Linked DNA regions of Sus scrofa: region 1 is linked to region 2. The links are chromatin contacts, called in public HiChIP or PLAC-seq maps. All regions are on one chromosome and are shown on one strand. Each heading gives the region's core, a stretch centred on a gene start, on an enhancer-like site or on the middle of the called end of the contact. The rest is flanking DNA. Distances are from core to core; before and after follow the strand shown. Region 1 has its middle 110 kb from the start of PLXNA4. Region 2 overlaps EXOC4 (exocyst complex component 4).

Region 1 (3,191 bases), core at 59-2,558, 570 kb before region 2:
AAAAGAGCTCTTGGAATGTGGTCCTCTCTCAAGACCTTCTAAAGTAGGCTAATACTAAATGCGGACTCTAGAAAAAGTCTTAGGTGTTCTGTCTGCATAGTGAAGCTCCTTTTGAAGCACAAAAGTTTTGGAGAAACTTTGGTTAAGCACAGGCCAATCACTGTGGCCTTAGGATACAGGATTCTGCTGGTGCTCCAGGCCTTCCATGGAGTCTGGGAGCATTCCCCTGTGCTCTGTAGGACTTCTGGAGCCCACGTGGAGGCCCACCTGATCCACAGGAAAAAAAAAAAAAAAAAAACAGGAGACACAGAATGGTTCTCCAAAGCAAATTTAGTGTCTTCCTCTCAGAAGGTGCTGGGCAGAATCTGTTTACTGATCTTTTTGAGCATCTGTTTACTGAAAATAGAATTGTTAAGTCAGAAAATATCCCTTTCCGGTTTAATTAAGAAGTAGCCTTGGAGATAAACTCAAAGTTTGAGCTGGAATGAACGTTCAAAGATGAAGAAAAGAAAAAGGAATGTGACTATGCCTTTCCTTGCAGGTCGATTGCGTCCTCTGAAACGTACGTCCCATGAAGGCAGGTGATAGTCTGCTTTGTTGTCTTGTTTGTGATTGGAACCCTGATGCCAATGCAATGTCTGTCGCTTAGTAGGTAGTCAATAAATATTTGCTACCTTAAATTTTCAAAAATACCTTAAAAAAAAGAATGGTGTTATTTCTACTGTTCCGCAGAAGTCCACAGAGTAGGTTCATTATGTAAAATACGCACAACATTAGCCTGAGTTCTCCTGTCCCTGTTGGGGTTCTAAAAATATCAGGGCGTGGTAAATGCAACTGTCGAGCTCAAGGAGGATCATTTCCCGAATGCCCTCCTCCTCGAGGTCAGAGTCACACACCATCGCGGGCCGGGAGGGCGCCCAGGCACGCACAGTTGTGCATGCAGAATGACGGCCTCCACATTTAGCCAATGACTCACCACTCTGAATGTCACTGGGCCTGGAACAACTTGAAAGGGAAGGCAGGAAAGCTAGTGACGCCGAAATCTCGGTGGAGTGTGCTGACGAAGACATGCTCCTGCTGATGAAAGGCTCAAATGGATGTTTCCACTCCTGCCCTCACTGGCTAATACCAATTATCTGTAAGAATCTGGTGGCCAAGAATTGTTTTAACAAGGGAAGGACTAAGCTACGAATGTAGAAAAATACCTACAAACATCATAAACTTGATTGTTTATAGGGTGATCTTGTTTTGTGAAGATCAGCGACAAATGCAAATCAGATGTAGAAAGCGGTTGGCAGTTGGCATGAATGATAAAACTTCCACACTGATCAGTGCTGCAAAGCTGGGAGGAATCTTCAGTCCCTACACTCTCCAAACTTAGAATCTGAAGACTCAAAATCAAGACACGGGACAGAGTCAAGACATCTATAGAGAAACATACCAGAAAATGGCATTTAACTTATAAAGCACACCATTTTCTTCTGGCATTGGAGAAAAACCATCAGGATGACACAAGTGGGATGGGTTCATCAAGAAGGACTTCCTGAGGAAATGTGAGGTTTGTGCCATGGGATTCGGGAAGAAGGAAAGGCCCAATGGTGAGAAGGAAGGAGGCAGACACCCAAGGCAGGTGAATGGCTTCTGCATTAGGCCCAGAGGAGGAGATACAGTGATGGGGGCAAGAGTCTACATCAGCAAGACCAGGCTGTTACGGTCACTCATTTCTCTGGAGACAGGGACCTCAGAAAAGAGGTAAGGCAGGGACCCTCCATCTACAGAGGGGAAAACATGCTTGGTAGACTAAGTGGCTCACAGCCACCAGGCGGTAGAGCTCAGTCTTGAAGTCTGGACTTTGGACTCCAACCAAAGAGCATTTTCAGGTTCCTTTAATGATCATGATAGTCAGAAATAGAAACAAACATGAGGACAGCTTTTAAAAGAGCCCTGTCAGGTGCAGGAATAGGGTGAGGGAATGTGCTGTATCTTTCCAAAGGACTCAACAGTTACGAATTTGATCTGTTTGATTTGTTGGTCAAGAGTCATGGAAAATGGATTAGTGAGACCAAGGTCACGGTGTCAGTGTCCCGGGAAGCAGGGTTGAGAACACAGCTGCAGGCCGTTGTTCTCTTGGCTCACTCAGGTACACCAGTCTGCAAAAGCTTGGGGTAAGAGGGGTAGCAAATGGGAGCCGAGACGTTAGAAAATGGATCTCTCATCATGCACATCCCCACAGACAGAAAATACCTCCAACACATACTCAGCAGTGGATTGTCCCAAGATCTTTTGCACACAAAGACCAGCGCGTTATTACTGGCGCTGACGTTAGACTAGACGCTCACTCTTTTCCCCTGTAGCCTGACTTCAGGAGCTCCCCGCTGAAATCCAGCCACATCTCTGCACAGAATTATCCACACTTAAAGAGTGACAGGTCCACATTTGCTTAATTTCAACTTTTCAACTTAATTAAAAAGACCAGGGGAATAGTTGGTAAATACTTTGGGTCTAAATAAGTCTGATTGTATCACGAAATGGAATCAGTGTATTTTGAAATTTAAAAGTGATCCTATGCCCTTCATCAGCCACAGATGAGAGTCCTTTGCATGTGGTGGGTACAAACTGTTCTCACCAGCTGGTCAACCACAAAAGAAACCAATTCTTGGGCACTGCCAAAGATGCCTTAACTTTCTCCCTCTGCAATGCCATCATCCTCTACCCTCTCATACCCGCAAGGGTTCTGGACTCTTTTTCCTTCCCCTTTGGCATTTTGTCAGTGGTTTTCAACCTCCTGTTCTCATTGAAATCACTGGGGAACTTCAAAAATCTAATGGTTGGGTGCCATGTCCAGAGATATTGATTTAGTTGATCTGGAGAATGCCCTGGTGGCAAAAAAATCTTGAAAGCTTCCCAGGTGATTCTAAGAGACAGCTAAGGTTGAGAAGAACTGCAACCAAGTGATCCCACCCACTGCCCAGGTCTTAATTCCCATCTATAGGCTACGACTTGTAAATTTAATCTCCTGTCTTGAGCTCTCTCCCAAGTTCCAAGAACCATTCATTAAAATTTCTTACGTGGCATGTCCACTTGGTTATTTAAAAGGTTTGCATAAGTTGAAAGGAGCACATTTGAGTTCCCCTTGCTTCCAACATGCATCTCTTTTAATAGTTCTCATTGTAGTTACTCAGACCAAAAGC
Region 2 (2,943 bases), core at 237-2,736:
ACTGTGTAAGTTTAAGGTGTTGGAGTGTGTCGAATCAAGTACTGCAATATGATTACCGCCATAGCATTAGCTAACACCTGTGCCATTTCTTTTTTGTAAAGAAAAGAATTCATTACAAGTGGATTCTTTCCCGGTGATCCTATGGTAGTTCCCGTTTTAATTTCTTGAAGAACCTCCATGCTGTTTTTCACGGTGGCTGCATCAGTTCGCCTTCCCAGCGAACAATGCACAAAGGATCCTTTTTCCCCCACAACCTCCCCGGTGCTCTTACTGCTTTTGTGATGCTCGATCTCCTTGTGGTGTTGACTTGCATCTTCCTGATGATTAGAGATGTTGAGCAACATTTTGTTGACCTTTTGGCCATTCGTATATTTTTGGGAAAATGTCTTAATCAGTTTCTCTGACCATTTTTTAGTCTGATTGTGTTTGGTGATACTGAGTTGTGTGAGTTCTTCATATATTTTGCATATTAACCCCTTATGGGTTATAGGATCTGCAGATACTTTTCTCCCTCATTCTGTAGGTCGCCTTTTATCTTGATTTCCTTTGCTGTGCAGAAGCTTTTAATTTGATGTGGTTCTACTTGCTTATTTTTACTTTTGGTGTCAAATCCAAAGAATCACTGCCAAGACTGATGCCAGGGCTTTTAGCATCATGTAAGAGTCATATGGTTTCAGGTCTATGTTCAAGTCGACTTCTGTATATGATGCAAGATAGTGGTCCAGTTTCATTCTTTTGCATGGGACTATCCAGTTTTCCCATCATTTTTTTGTTCAAGAGACTATCCCGGGAAAGGCTTTTGAAAGAATGACATTGATAAAGAAATAGAGGGCCTGGGTTTGTTTTCTAATTTCGGGCACTAATGTGTTGCATGTTAGAAGTTCATCCGAGGTCATCTACTGAGAATTCAGAAACAGCATGAGAGTCTGATTGACAGGTCGGGAAGTGACACAGGAAGGAAATTACTAGAACCAGAATCCAGTTCTTTTTATTTTTACTGTGTTTCATTCTATATTGCTAATAGTTTTTTTCCTATTCTTTTCATAGTGCAGATGGAGAATTAGTCAGCACTCCTCAAATAGTAACTTCTTTTCACACGAAGACTGTTATTAATAAGTGGTGAAACCAATCTCCATCCTTTAGAAGTAGGTATTAGATAACCTTGAAGATTAAATGTCCTGTTTGAAATGAAAAATACTGGCTCAGCCAGGCTCGTTATGAAAATGTGTACGTGAGAGACAGGCATATAAAACTTAAGACCATTTTGATATGAAATAATTAATGATCAGTTTCTCTTAATTTTTCACATAAAACCTAAGCTTTGAGTTTAGTGTTTTTTGATCCTTTAGAGCATAGAGGTAGGGAAATAAATATCCTCTGGTTATTGCCTTTGTCTGGCAGTGGGGAAAATGTACCACCTGATATTAAGGTCTCAGCAAATAAGTAGTGGAGCAAAACTGATTTTCTACCTTGTGTGTGTCTTTGCTTCGTGACCAAGTAAGGCAGCTTCTTGGCTGTGAACATGGGTTTTCCAGCCAAATGACTAATTCAAGGTTCCCTGGATGTTAAATTTAGATTCAGAGAGTCGGATCTCACCTTAAATATTGAACATTTTTCACAGCTTGATGATAGAGCTTTATACCATAGACTTTGCTTGCCTTGTGCAACTGTGACTATTCTTTTTTTTTTTTTTTTTTTGTCTTTTGTCTTGTTGTTGTTGTTGTTATTGTTGCTATTTCTTGGGCCGCTCCCGCGGCATATGGAGGTTCCCAGGCTAGGGGTCGAATCAGAGCTGTAGCCACCGGCCTACGCCAGAGCCACAGCAACGCGGGATCCGAGCGGCGTCTGCAACCTACACCACAGCTCACGGCAACGCCGGATCGTTAACCCACTGAGCAAGGGCAGGGACCGAACCCGCAACCTCATGGTTCCTAGTCGGATTCGTTAACCACTGCGCCACGACGGGAACTCCAACTGTGACTATTCTTAACCTTTGCTTCCTCCTCATCCTCTGCCTTTTTCCATGCGGGGGCTCCAAGACCAGATGCATAGGGACGGCTGTGGAAGTTAGTAGAATATCTGGGAGAATAGGTAACGTTTTGCTTGTGTCTGTAAGAAGGCTGTTGTTAAACCTGCCAGGTAATTGGAAGTGTGTTTAACAAACAAATACTTTGTGTATCTTGATCCTTTTCTTTTTCAAAAATACAAAATAGATTTTATTATAGTATTATTCAAGGTATGCATATACCTTTCACCTGTAACTGTATTTCTTGTGGTTCTTACGTTTAGCTTGATGAGGCTGTCTTCTTGAGAGGAGAGTTTTGTATGAAATATTTTTGTTGTGAGTTTCTAAAACCAGGAGATTATAATCTTTAATACATATTTCCTCACCACTTGTTATCTGTAATCAGGCCTCTATCTGTCCCTCCTGCTGGAGCTCATTTTTGCATTCTTTTGTTCAACAAATACTCATTTATTGCCTGTCATAGGCTGACTGTTATGACAAATACTGGAATACAGCGATAAATCAGACGCACTTCTTACCCTCATTGAGTTGACAGTCTAGACAAGGAGAGGCAAGGACTGGGGGAAGAGAGATTCCTATAAGGGCTGTTTGAATAATCCAGGGAAGAGATAAGGCCTGGGTTGGCCAAGTAACAGTGGCAGTGGACTGAAGTAGGCCCATAGGAGAGGTGGTAAAGGGGCAGAAATAAAAGAAGGTTTTTTTCCTTTTTTTTTCTTTTTTTTTTTCTGCACCCATCGCATGTGGAAGTTCCCTGGGCCCAGGGGTTGGCACTGCACCTCAGCAGCGACGCAAGCCACTGCAGTGACAACTCCTGATCCTTAGCCTGCTGTGCCCCAAGAGAACTCCAGCAAGTTGGTAATTGATTGGATTTGAGGAAGAGGGGAGGGGAGGGTGATTTGCCGAGGCGAGTGGTAGCG

What was found. HiChIP or PLAC-seq counts read pairs in DNA pulled down with a chosen protein or histone mark.
Region 1: a contact with region 2 is called in an H3K27ac HiChIP or PLAC-seq map of skeletal muscle, with 3 times the contacts expected there. The contact joins two enhancer-like sites. A contact is called at or near these places in 1 of 47 Hi-C or Micro-C datasets (skeletal muscle) and 1 of 2 datasets of contacts at active chromatin or transcription factors (skeletal muscle).

The regions. Positions count from the first base shown.
Region 1 is chr18:16,366,683-16,369,873 of Sscrofa11.1, reverse strand. No RefSeq gene overlaps it. Among named protein-coding and RNA genes, the nearest start is that of PLXNA4, 110 kb to the left of the region's middle. Within about 2 kb of position 1,308, at least 6 of the 83 cell types and tissues checked have an H3K27ac peak or open chromatin away from gene starts, as enhancers often do. A contact at or near this core is called in skeletal muscle, where this site is marked.
Region 2 is chr18:15,799,029-15,801,971 of Sscrofa11.1, reverse strand. The region is part of intron 6 of EXOC4 (exocyst complex component 4); the gene reads left to right. Among named protein-coding and RNA genes, the nearest start is that of EXOC4, 110 kb to the left of the region's middle. Within about 2 kb of position 1,486, at least 3 of the 83 cell types and tissues checked have an H3K27ac peak or open chromatin away from gene starts, as enhancers often do. A contact at or near this core is called in skeletal muscle, where this site is marked.